Linked DNA regions of Triticum aestivum: region 1 is linked to region 2. Evidence: chromatin contacts called from public Hi-C data. All regions are on one chromosome and are shown on one strand. The core of a region is the stretch at or near the end of the contact, and the rest is flanking DNA. Distances in the headings are between cores, read along the strand shown.

Region 1 (6,583 bases), core at 2,618-5,117, 310 kb after region 2:
ACATAAGTGCCCTGGAAGTTGTCAAGGAATGCGGCTTCCAGGTCCTCCCAAGAACCGATTGAGTCTGCTGGCAAGTTGTTAAGCCAATGTCGGGCCGGTCCCTTAAGTTTGAGTGGGAGGTATTTGATGGCGTGTAGATCATCACCGCGGGCCATGTGGATATGAAGGAGATAATCCTCGATCCATACCGCAGGATCTGTTGTGCCATCGTACGATTCGATGTTTACGGGTTTGAAGCCCTTAGGGATTTTATGATCCATTACTTCATCTGTGAAGCATAGTGGGTGTGCGGCGCCTCTGTATTGGGCTATATCACGATGCAGCTCGAAGGAGCTTTGTCTGTTGAGTTCGGCCCGGCCGGATTCATTGCATTCGGAGTGACGATCACCGTCACGTGCCATGGGGCGCCTGCGCGATCCGTAGATTGATCTTGTTTGCCTTGCCTTGTCCTCTAGTATGTCGCGCAGGTCGGGTGCATTTTCCCGTGCCTTAGTATGCTTGACGCGGCGCCGGGGCATGGCTTGAGTGGAGGGCCGAGAGGCCTCGCTGTCGCGGCCACGAGGTGGCCGGTCGGCCATGTCATGCGCTGGTGATGTAGGTGTTTCCTCCTCTAGTCGGGTAGCAGCCTGCGCTTTGGGTAACTCTTGGAGGGGCATTCGAGTTCATACTCTTCGGCCGCAAGGACTTCAGTCCATCTGTCAGCTAGCAAATCCTGATCAGCTCTAAGATGTTGCTGCTTTTTCTTGAGGCTGCTTGCCGTGGCCATAAGCATGCGTTTAAAACGCTCTTGTTCGGCGGGATCCTCTGGCACGACGAACTCGTCGTCGCCGAGGCTTGCCTCATCTTCGGAGGGAGGCGTATAATTATCATCCTCAACCTCTTGGTCCGCCGCCCTCTCGTGAGGGCTGGCTTCTCTGTCCTCCTGTGCTGAATCTTGCTGGAGGGGGTGTTCTTCGGCGCTATCCGGAGTAGTATTATCTCCCGTGCCAGAATCACCGTTTTTGCTTTGGCGGGATTTAGAGCGGCGCCGCTGACGCCGACGCTTGGGCTGTTTCTTAGAGGTATCGTCCCCCGTTGTTCCATCGCCATCTCCATCCTTTGGAGTGTCCACCATATATATGTCATATGACGAGGTGGCCTTCCAGCGCCCTACAGGTGCTGGTTCTTGTTCGTCTCCTGCATCGTTGTCCATGCTGTCGATGTCTTCGGAGTCGAAGTCAAGCATGTCGGTTAAGTCGTCGACAGTGGCTACGAAGTGGGTGGTGGGTGGGTTTTGAATTTCTTCATCGTCCGTATCCCAACCTTGTTGACCGTAGTCCGGCCAGGGCTCTCCTGATAAAGAGAGAGACTTTAGAGAATTCAGGATGTCGCGAAGGGCGAGTGCTGAAAGATGTCCGCGGCGGTGAACTCCATTATCGGCGCCCAATCAGATTCGATCGGCAGGGGCACGGGGGGCTCGGAGTTCGGAGAGGAATCCGGCTCCTCGGAGTCACGGGCCATGCAGAGTGCGGGGCTGGAGTTCGGCTCGATCGCCTCTGAGATCGCAGCCCCTGAGGCAGCGTCCAACCACTGATCCTCAATCGGCGCAGTAGGCTCCGAATCAATGGTCGGAACTGGTGCGTGTGCGGCCTCGAAAGCGCTGTTCGGCGGCAGAGCTATATCATGCCCATCGAGACAGTGCGGCGCGCTTGGCGGTGGCTCGAATCCATCGAAGATCAAGTCCCCGCGGATGTCAGCCGTGTAGTTTAGGCTTCCAGACCTGACCCGATGGCCAGGGGCGTAGCTTTCGATCTGCTCAAGGTGGCCAAGCGAATTGGCCCGCAGTGCGAAGCCGCCGAAGATGAAGATCTGTCCGGGGAGAAAAGTCTCACCCTGGACTGCATCGTTGTTGATGATCGAAGGAGCCATCGGGCCTAAAAGCGACGACACAGAGGAACTCTCAATGAAAGCACCAATGTCGGTGTCAAAACCGGCGGATCTCGGGTAGGGGGTCCCGAACTATGCATCTAGGCCGGATGGTAACAGGAGGCAAGGAACATGATGTTTTACCCAGGTTCGGGCCCTCTTGATGGAGGTAAAACCCTACGTCCTGCTTGATTAATATTGATGATATGGGTAGTACAAGAGTAGATCTACCACGAGATCAAGGAGGCTAAACCCTAAAAGCTAGCCTATGGTATGATTGTCGTATGATGAAGTTGTCCTACGGACTAAAACCCTCCGGTTTATATAGACACCGGAGAGGGTTAGGGTTACACAAAGTCGGTTACAATGGTAGGAGATCTTGAATATCCGCATCGCCAAGCTTGCCTTCCACGCCAAGGAAAGTCCCATCCGGACACAGAACGAAGTCTTCAATCTTGTATCTTCATAGTCCTGGAGTCCGGCTGAAGGTATAGTCCGGCTACCCGAACACCCCCTAATCCAGGACTCCCTCACCCGGGCCACCCTTGGCGCTACAGTAATTACTGTAGCTACAATACGCTACTGTAGCTAAAGTTAACGAAGGATTTCCTCTCCACGACCAGGGCCATGGCCTGGGCAGCCCGGGTCCTGGCTACGCCCCTGCTTGGCAGCATAGATTGCATGCACTGGGAGTGGAAGAATTGCCCTTCTGCTTGGCACGGACAGTATGAGGGCCATGTCAACGCTTGCATTGTCATACTAGTCCGTGGCGTCTCAAGATCTCTGGATCTGGCACTCTTTCTTTGGCATGGCCGGATCACACAATGATATCAACGTGCTTCAGCGTTCGCCGGTGTTTGCTAGGCTTGCCGAAGGCGACAACCCACCGGTGAACTTTACTATCAACGGCCACAACTACGACAAAGGATACTACCTGGGTGACGGTATCTATCCTCAGTGGACCACTATTGTCAAGACAATTCCCAACCCTGTCGGAGAGAAAAGGAAAAGATTTGCCCAAGAGCAAGAGAGTGCTAGGAAGGATGTCGAGCATGCCTTTGGTGTTTTGCAATCTCGATGAGGCATCGTTCGGTATCATGCTAATACTTGGAGCACGCAGAAACTGTGGGAGGTGATGACTGCTTGTGTGATTATGCACAATATAATCATAGAATATGAGCGTCCGGAACGTCCGTATGATCAAGGGTTTCAGTTTCAGGGTGAGAATGTTGTGCCTGAGCATGAATGAGCGGCAACGTTTGAACAGCTCATCCAATTTCATCATGACATGCGTGATTGAAAACTCACTTGCAACTGCAAAATGATTTGGTTGAGTATATGTGGGCTCATGTTGACAACCAATAGATGTATCTTATTTATTCGGCTTGCAAAACTATGTGAGACATTTTTTATGTTTATTCAGCTTGTAAAACTATACTATTTTATTCGATTCAAACTATCTTACTTAACTATATACTTAAATGCAAAATCAATGGAAAAATGAGCTATTTGTTAAAATAGGGCGGCTAGCCGGCCACGCCGGTACATATGGCTCGATGTGTTAGACACGCTGCCGATCCATATCTAAAACAGGGCGGAGCCGGGTGGGCGGCCGATCCAAACGGACAAAAAGCGAACGAAATCGTCATTCTTTTGAGTCGGTCCCTGAGGCTGGAGGGAGGTCGACCGCAAGCATCTGGGGCTCACCAGGCCATCGCCCACAAAAGGACACGATCAACACTCGCACAGTACTGGTTCTTGGATACGGCGACGGGTTTGTTTGGTCGCGTGGCCCGGTGAGAGTCAGACTACCGCGCCATGTGCACCCCACCCGTGGTCCGCGGAGCCGGAGCAGACTCCCCAAGTCGTCCGCGTCGCTCGCATTCGCAGTTCCGCGCACCCGTGCCCGTGACCGGGAGGAGCCCATCCCAAAACCCCCGTCCCCCGCCCACTCTTCCACGCGCGGCTAGAAAAAGGCGCCGCGCTGCGACCCGCAAAGCAAAGAGGAAAAGGAAAGCGGCAGCGCCGCGGCCGCAGTCAGCAACACAAACGAGCATATTGGGTTGGCGTCGGGGCACCGTCAGCCTGGCATCCCATTCCTTCCTTCCGCGCCCTCACCGGACAAACCCCACCTTTCCGCTCCTGTTCATCTCTCGCTGCGCCCGACACGAGGGCTGCACCGCGCCGCCGGCCCCCGGATGCGGCGTCCCGGGCCGCTCCTCTGCGCGGCGCTGGCCGCCGCGGCCGTCGCGCTCCTGGCCCCGCTTCCGCCCGCGGCGATCGCGGCAGGTAAACCGTTCTCGTCTCTAGCAACTGGTTGAAGCCCACTCCGCTCCAGTGGCGGAACAGCATTAGCTGCATTTGGTATTTGGGGTTCGAGGGATCGGTCGGCGACGGCGACGGCTGTGGGCGCGCTTCGCTCAATCACTGATTTCGATTTCTCCCCTTCCGACGCCCATTCGATGCGTCCCTAAAGCCTTTGAGTTTTCTCTAATGGTTCAGCCCAGAATATTGGTACAGTACTGTAGATTTAGGACTTCATTTTTAGGAGAGGCTAACGCGAATAGCAGGCATTTTAGGTGCGAGATGTAGCCCGGGAACAATCCCTAAGCACGACTGGTACGGGGCGCATTTTTCGCCTGCATTCTTCTGTAGACGCAGTGTAGTTGGCAGCGACGGCCTCTGCTCTCAGGGCCTACTCTGCTCACTCCCCCTCGCGTTGGAGTCCTTCCTTAGGCCATTCAATTCCCTTACCTAATGGGGTTGCTGTACACGTACGACTGGGCCGATGGACTTTCATGGCTCTTGGGTTTCAATAGCCGTTGGACTTGGCTGTCCGTGAGGGTTTCAGTCCTGGCATTTGGCGTTACTGAACCACTGATAATGTCACAAGATATTTTTGATTTGCCTGATGTTCCTCAGGTGCACATGGGTTGTTTTATCGCTTATATGTGCTAGCCTAGAGTGTACCATCAAATGCTCTATATTCGGTTTCGTAGCAGCTCTGGTGTAATGAGGGAAATATGGATAGTATGACATTTATGGCAGGCAATCCATTAGGCACGTACCCAGCTAGTACTGGTCATGTGGCCTATTCCCAATGGTGTTAACTCCACTTCTGCTAGATACGAGCACAATTCACGCTGTGAGCATAAGCTGTGCTGCACCTACAAATCACGCTTGCTGTACTACATCAGTTACGCGTTTTTCTCTTTCTGTGTGTGTGTGGCATCCGCTTTGCCAAATTTAGTGAAGATACAGAGTGATGAGTCTCCTCTTTCAAAAGTTTTGTGATTATGGACCGGCCATACTTGCATCGTTACTCATGTTTGTTGCTTGACCATGCAGATTGTCCGTTAGATTTCAGTTGGCCAAACTTTGCGCTGATAGCTTCTGTATGCTCGGATCAGAATGGGCACTCAAAGTGTTGCCGCTATATCAATGCCGTCCTCGCGGTCTCATCTGCAATGTATGCGAACACAACAGGCACTCTTGGGGTTCCATCTGAACTTGCCGATGCCTGTATTCGCAATATCTCAGACACCTTCGTGTCCAATGGGATACTTCCTACTGCAGCTTCGTTTTGTGGCCTCGGGATCAAGATTCAGGCGTCCTATCAGTGCGTTGGGATGACTACTATCGTCCAAATGTTACAGTCTCCGAATTTCAGTGACGTGACTAGAAATTGTGCAACCTCACTTCCAGATGCCGTGAGCTGCAAGAGGTGCTTAAATTCTGGTTTGTCATACCTCCGCCATCTTGTGGGAGAACAAGATAATGTCACATTGAACACCTGCCGTGATGCTGCCTTTGTTGCTTTTGTGAGTCAAGGGAACATATCTACTCTTGATACGGCGGGTTGCTTTTTCAGTGTTCAGGAGCTGAGTGCTCTTCAAGGTTCGAATTTTCTCCTGTCTATCATAGAATGGATGCACTTAATAAAATTTTGGCCACACATTACTTTTGTATTTCATAACTTATAGAGGGAGAATAATATTACATATCTTTTGTTCGGACTTCTTAATGCCAGTGCACTGCATAAACCCCACAGGATTTACAACTATGAGTTGTCTAACTTATGTAGCACCTTATAGAGGAATAACACCTTTTCCTTTTCTTGGAGAGTGTTAACTGCTAAGGCTAGTGCATTTCATGAATCAACATGATCATCAGCAGTTTTCTTTTCAAAGCTTCAGCTGTGCAGCACTTTTTTTGAGTGTGACACATTTGCACATATTTCACAGTATGCAAATTATAGGTATTATACTCCCTCCGTCCCAAAATTCTTGTCTTATATGATGTATCACTATAGATACATCCGTATCTAGACAAATCTAAGATAAGAATTTTGGGATGGAGGTAATATTAATCAGCACATTTTTGTTATTTTTTTTCGAGAAAACGCAAATGGCCTTTGCGTTTCATTGCATTGGAAAGATAGGGAATTTACATCCTCCTAGGAGGCAGAGTTACACAGCCGCCAAGAGATCAGTGGACATCCCAGGATGCACATTTTTGTTATTGATTTGTAGTAAAAGTTTCATATGGATATACACTTTGGTAAATGGAGTATATGTTGGCTTCTCTTCAAAACTGTTTCATTTTACTGTGTTGGTTGGCAAGATAGTTTATTTTGAGTAAGTTGATTGACTTTCTGCTTGGAAAATATACAGAGCTC
Region 2 (6,453 bases), core at 2,748-5,247:
GTTGTTTCTCTTCTCGCTCTTATTTGCGTATGTTAGCCACCATATATGCTTAGTGTTGCTGCAGCTCCACCTCATTACCTTACCCTACCCATAAGCTTAAATAGTCTTGATCTCGCGGGTGTGAGATTGCTGAGTCCTCGTGACTCACAGATACTTCCAAACAGTTGCAGGTGCCGATGATACCAGTGCAGGTGACGCACTCAGCTCAAGTGGGAGCTCGCTGAAGATCTTGATCATTGTTTTGTTTCGTTTCCTATTGATCAGTAGTGGAGCCCAATTAGGATAATTAGGGATCTAGCATTTGGGGTTGTCTTCCTTTATTTTTGGTTCCGTAGTCGGACCTTGATTGTACTTTGGATGATGTATGTTTAACTTGTATTTGTGTGAAGTGGCGATTGTAAGCCAACTCTTTATCCCTTTCTTATTCAGTACATGGGATGTGTGAAGATTACCCCTCTTGCGATAAACCTATCATGCGGCTATGCCTCCAAGTCGTGCCCCGACACGTGGGAGATATAGCCACATTGTGGGTGTTACAACGACTCCATGAACTTGTTGTAGAAGTACTTCATTCGAATCCATCGTGTTTGCTTCAAAGTAAACAACTGTAGCGTCAGATTTCTTGGCAATGGCATTTGGCCGAACACTTACTAGGCGTGGTGTTTGCTATGGATGACGTCGGCAGGGAGCGGAGGTTACTTGTGTTGCGATGAAACCCAGTAGAACGATGGTGTAGTCCAAGGTGGGAAAGCACCTGCATGGTGCGGCGAAGGTCTGACAAGGCCTACATGGCGGTCGGAATTGTGTAGGGTGTGGATACACATCACATGAGGAAGGAGGAGTTGGAGAAGCCCGTCCCTCGTTTGGTGCCGGTTTGTGGGATTTCGAACATCCGGATCGGTCCAGACAATTTTGATGACCATCGTGGGATGGCAAAAAATATCTACACTGTCCGGTTCGGACATTTGCGGGGGATTTGATGATATGCGTTGGAGTTGCCCTTAGCTACCAAATATGCATAACTTCCAAACAAAAGAGTTCATCACATACATAACTTAGTACAAGCTACGTCATACAATGGCCGAATTTTGGCCTAGCAGAAATTTAACAGTAAAGTTTACTTGCAGCGTGCGATGAGAACCCGGCACATAAAATCTCTAGTTTGCATCTACGTATGATTTACAGTCTGCCAGCTAGTCAAAAGTTTTGCTGATTCAGAGTCCAATGTTCTTCTACAAGCATAATAGTAGATCAGTGAAGGTGGCTAGCAGCATCAGCTGCTGCCATCGCAACATGGCCGGCGGCTGCCACGAAGCGGCGTCTGAGGTCTTGTTGAAGATGCCTTTGGGCGTGCTCCCGCGCCGGCGCGGCGAGCATGTACCATTACTCTGCGCAAAACACACAGACAAATCTTGTGAACACTTTGCCGAAACATGCAGTAAACATTGGCAGGCAAGCATCGAGGCATGTATATTTACAGTGCAGGCAGCTATGCTTCCGCATCCACAAACCAGCCCGCCGTTGGCCTTGTCCGTGGCTTCCGCGGCGCCGCCTCCGTCGCTTCTCTGGGTAACCATCACCAGAAATTATTTGACATCATCAGCACTCAGCGAGTCCTCATCGTGCTCATATTCATCATAGAGTAACTAACTGATAACTGATAAGGATGTGATACCTTGTAGAAGTCGACGGCGATGAAGTTGGCCCATCTGTCCCCCGACGCGGCGTGGCAGGTGTCGAGCACGCCCAGCAGCTGCGCCGAGTTGTCCTTGCACGCCTCCGGGAAGTTGGGGAGGTCCCGGAAGTAGTTCACCAGCACCAGAGACCTCGACAGGTCGTTCATGGCCGCCGACTCGGCGCGGTTCGGGCACGACCCCTTCACCATCCCTTTGCTCCCATCTGCAGCACATGGAATGGACAGATACAACATCGTCAGGTTCTCCTTCCTGGCTAATCGCTCACGTGTGCTGACGGATCGATGATGATCGGCGCGCACGTACACTGGTTCTCGACGACGTAGCCCCACTCGTGTGCGAAGCCCTCGGCGGCCTCCTTGGCGGACCTGGAGGTGAAGACGAGGAGGCGGTGGTTGTCGCGGACCATGTCGCTGAGCAGCGGCCAGTCGCCGCCGTTCTTGGGCATGCGCCACACGGGGAACAGGTACGGCGTCAGGCCGGAGGCGTTGAACACCCGGGTGAGCCCCATGGGCGCCTCCACGTAGTCCTCGATGAAGATCGTGATCACCTCGGAGGGGTTCCTCCTCAGGAACGCCTCGATCTCCCGGAGCACGTTCACCGCCGGCGTCTGTCGTCGACGAACATGCAACGCTAGTTAGTCGTCGACGAGAGGGATTGGTCCTAGTAAAGTATAGTTTGGTTGGTGTTTTGTTACGAATGCGGTGAAGTTTCGGCATGCGCCTCCGTAGGAGTGGCAGAGCCATATGTCGTTGCGGAAGTCGTACATGTCCAGCATCAGCCCCCTCACGCCGTTCTGCGACACAAGAAATTCTATTGCTCTCTCTGTTTTTATTTAGTTCGCATATTAACTTTGGTCAAAGTCAAGCTTTACAAACTTTGATCAAGTTTATAAACAAAAATATTAAGATATACAATAACAAATCAACAACATTAGATTTATTATTGAATGTACTTTCACATCGTATAGATTTATTATGATAAATGTCTATATTATTTTCTACAAACTTGGTCAAACTTTACGAAGTTTGATTTCAGTCAACTCTAATATGCAGAGTAAATAAACAGTCAAATCTAATATACAGAGTAAATAAAAACGAAGGGAGTACTTGGGACCTAACCCTTGAGCTCGAGAATGGCATCAATTTTACGTTGGAAGTAGTAATTCCGAGGGACTCTCGTCCCGTCCACAGATCACATCGTGTTTATTTCAGCGAGGACTGAATGCGACCAGAAATGGACGTGCTATCCGAATTGGAGCAGACACCACACGTCTCACCCACACTGGATACAAAGAGAGGAGTGCCCGTCACGGGTGGCTGCCATGTGTGCGGTGTGGGTAGTCCTTGCAGCTAGCATTGCCGCGCCAACGCTCCAAGCAAGCGTGTGGGCGTGCACGCAAACCAGCGACAGAAAAAGACCGGCGCCTGGAGGTGCGCTGCGCCTTGGACACGTGGACGAGGATCTTTGACATGTGTTGCGTCCGGGGACACCTCACCCCACCGCGGCACGCTGACAGGGTCTAACATGGACTCTAATACTCGCCGGTCCCACAGGTCAGCAGGTAGACGGAAGAGAGAGCAGAGCCAGAGCGGGAGCGAGAGCGGGCGGGGATGGACTCACATTGAGCTGCTCGGCGATGGTGTCCTGCTGGTTAAACGCCGTGACGATGGCCGTCCCGGTCTGGGACTGGGTGCCCAGCCGCGCGAAGGAGTTGTGCGTCGTCAACCACGCGTAGCGGTTGAACGGCAGCCCCCGGTCCTTGCTCTGCGGGTCGACGGGGGTCACGCGGGTGCAGCGCGGCCGCACGTTGCCGTCCACCACGCACGTCTCGCAGTGCAGCCCGGCGTCGCAGTTCCGCGACAGCGCGCACGTCTCGCCCACCTGCATGCAGTGCAGCAGCCGGAGATCATGTCCGTCCACGGGAGCGCAGCGCAATCACAATCGCCGCCGAGAAAGCTCAATGTCACTGGTGACATGTCCAAAACCACCGGCGAGCGTACCTTCCGTGCGGAGACGGCGACGGGGCACGAGCACAGGAAGGCGGCGGCAACGGCGAAAGCCACGACGAGGAGCACCGTCTCCTTGGCCATCTCAATTCTTCTTGCCGCGGCCGCCCTCCTCCGGCAAGCTCTGCCCTGCGCTGCGCGGCTGGTCCTCCCAGAGACGGCGGACAGCGGAAGCTGGTGGAGGAGCAAGCCTGCAATCCTTGTGTTGTGTGGCTTGTAAGGCCGGACATTCCAGGTTTCGTCGCTTGCTTATGTGTGTGGTTTACGCTCTGTTTTTCCGCGTCGCTCATCTTGGTCGCTGGCTGCGGCGTTTGTTTGTTATTGCGCTTGGCCCCATGTGTCAGTCAAGGGGACAGAGTGATGGTACGGGTGCGGGCTCATCCAGTTGCGGTGGTCAGGTGCAATGTCAAATAGTCGTTGTCATACTACGATAGGGGGTGTTAGAGCAACTCCCCGACCCATTTCATCCGTCAGCATAAGTTTGGGTCGGCGCGGACAAAAATGGAGGCTCAACGCGCCGACCCAAACTCAAATCGTGTCCGTCCGGCGTCCGCGCCGATCCACTTTCGGTTCAAAATTGCGCCTTGAATGCGTCGGCGCGAACGCGAAACGGACGCGCCGCGCGTCTCGCCGTCTGCCGTGACCCCACCTGACGGCCACCCAACCGCCACGGTCAACATAATTTATGACGACTACCTACCTTGGGCCCACGCGTCAGCGACGGCGGTAGTCCTTTTTTAAGCCGGACGTGCGGCCGGGCCGTCCTCATCCACTTACCACTCGCCCCACGTCCCCATCTGGCACCCCTGCCCTCATGCCAGCGACAACCCTAGCCACCGCCAGCATGGGTTTCTTCTCCGGCATCGGCAGCAGCCGCAAGGGCAAAGCCCCCGCCCGCCATTCCCCCTCCCTCCCCGCCCTCCTCGCGCCGGCGCGCGCTCCCCGGCAAAGGCAGCGCATCACCAGGCCGAGTAGCACTGGCACCACCGCGTGCCTCTGCCGTACCCGGACGTGACGCTGCCGCATGACTGACATTTGGATCCGGAGAGGATCCCGGTGCCGGCGGCGCCGCGGACGGCGAGGGCCCATGCGGAGGAGGTGCGGCGCCGGCGGGCGTTGCTGACGTCGGAGCAGCGCGCCGACCCGCACTTCGCCGCCGACTCGCCCAACTGGGCTCGATGGTTCGCCTTCGAGCACGAGGAGACGAGGCGACGCGGCGTCCGCGGCGTCAACCACAGCCTGCCGCCGCCCGCGCTCATCGTCCGCGACGAGGACCAGGAGGCCGAGGACACCTACCAGGCAGCCATCAAGGAGAGCGAGGAGGAGGAGCGGCGGACGAGGCGGCCATGGCCCTCTCCGCGGCGGGCGACTGCGTCGTGCCGCCAATGGCCCCACCGTCCCCGCCCAAAACCGAGTCGGAGGAGCCGGCCTACCGCGAGCGCTACTCCTGGACCGGATTAGTGCGCGAGTGGGTCAGCGCTCAGCCGATCTGGTTCGGGGCGACGGAGAAGTAGGAGGCGGCCTACCTCGACCACTGGCGCCGTGTTCGGCTGGCCGAGGAACGTCGGGAGGGCGAGCGTCTGCAGATGCTCGAGCGCGAGGCGACGAGGAGGCGCGCCAGGCCCAGGCAGCGGCGGCAAAGCCCGACACCACCGCTGTCTGAAACACGGCGTTCCCCTGGGCCGACCCTGCGCCGACGTTGATCAACCTCACCGGTCCCGACGCAGATGTTGCCGCCGACGAGGACGCCTAGGGCAGCGCGTCGTCTTGTTTTTAGTGTTTTTATTAATGTAATGTGGACTTTCGCCGGCCTTCGTGACCGGTTTATATGTTTAATTAAATGCATATATTTATTTTCAAACTGCTCGCTATATTTTTTTGGCGCGTCGAGGAAATAGGTCGGGCCAGCGTTGGGCGCTCGCGCCGACCCAAACACAGCGCCGGACGTTTATGTCCGCCGGGCCGATCCAAACGGACAAAAAGCGGACAAAAGCGCCGTCCATTTGAGTCGGCCCGTTGGAGTTGCTCTTAGGCCAACTCCACCGCGTGACCCTATCCTATCCGGCCCCGTCCGTTTGGGGTAAAACGGACAAACGAGGCGGCCCAGCGCGCGACGGCCCGGACCCATCTTGTCCGTTTTGTGTCCGGGCCGACCCATTTCGAGCACAAACTGTTGGAAATATGCCCTAGAGGCAATAATAAATTGGTTATTATTATATTTCCTTATTCATGATAATCGTTTATTATCCATGCTAGAATTGTATTGATAGGAAACTCAGATACATGTGTGGATACATAGACAACACCATGTCCCTAGTAAGCCTCTAGTTGACTAGCTCGTTGATCAATAGATGGTTACGGTTTCCTGACCATGGACATTGGATGTCGTTGATAACGGGATCACATCATTAGGAGAATGATGTGATGGACAAGACCCAATCCTAAGCCTAGCACAAGATCATGTAGTTCGTATGCTAAAGCTTTTCTAATGTCAAGTATCATTTCCTTAGACCATGAGATTGTGCAACTCCCGGATACCGTAGGAGTGCTTTGGGTGTGCCAAACGTCACAACGTAACTGGGTGGCTATAAAGGTACACTACAGGTATCTCCGAAAGTGTCAGTTGGGTTGGCACGAATCGAGACTGGGATTTGTCACTCCGTGTAAACGGAGAGGTATCTCTGGGCCCACTCGGTAGGACATCGTCATAATGTGCACAATGTGATCAAGGAGTTGATCACGGGATGATG

What was found. A called contact is a pair of places that touch in the nucleus more often than the background predicts.
Region 1: a Hi-C map of leaf shows a contact between it and region 2, with 5 times the contacts expected there. The contact joins the promoter of LOC123189220 here to the promoter of LOC123189219 in region 2. A contact is called at or near these places in 2 of 5 Hi-C or Micro-C datasets (both in leaf) and 1 of 1 datasets of contacts at active chromatin or transcription factors (leaf).

What each region holds. Positions count from the first base shown.
Region 1 is chr2A:523,587,411-523,593,993 of IWGSC CS RefSeq v2.1, forward strand. LOC123189220 (probable receptor-like protein kinase At1g49730) reads left to right here and starts at 3,868. Exons shown (of 9, transcript XM_044601584.1): 1 at 3,868-4,194; 2 at 5,254-5,802. The coding sequence starts at 4,104.
Region 2 is chr2A:523,282,091-523,288,543 of IWGSC CS RefSeq v2.1, forward strand. LOC123189219 (PI-PLC X domain-containing protein At5g67130) reads right to left here and starts at 3,998. Exons shown (of 7, transcript XM_044601582.1): 1 at 3,698-3,998; 2 at 3,318-3,578; 3 at 2,392-2,490; 4 at 2,001-2,304; 5 at 1,676-1,899; 6 at 1,479-1,565; 7 at 1,007-1,388. The coding sequence starts at 3,787. The coding sequence ends at 1,233.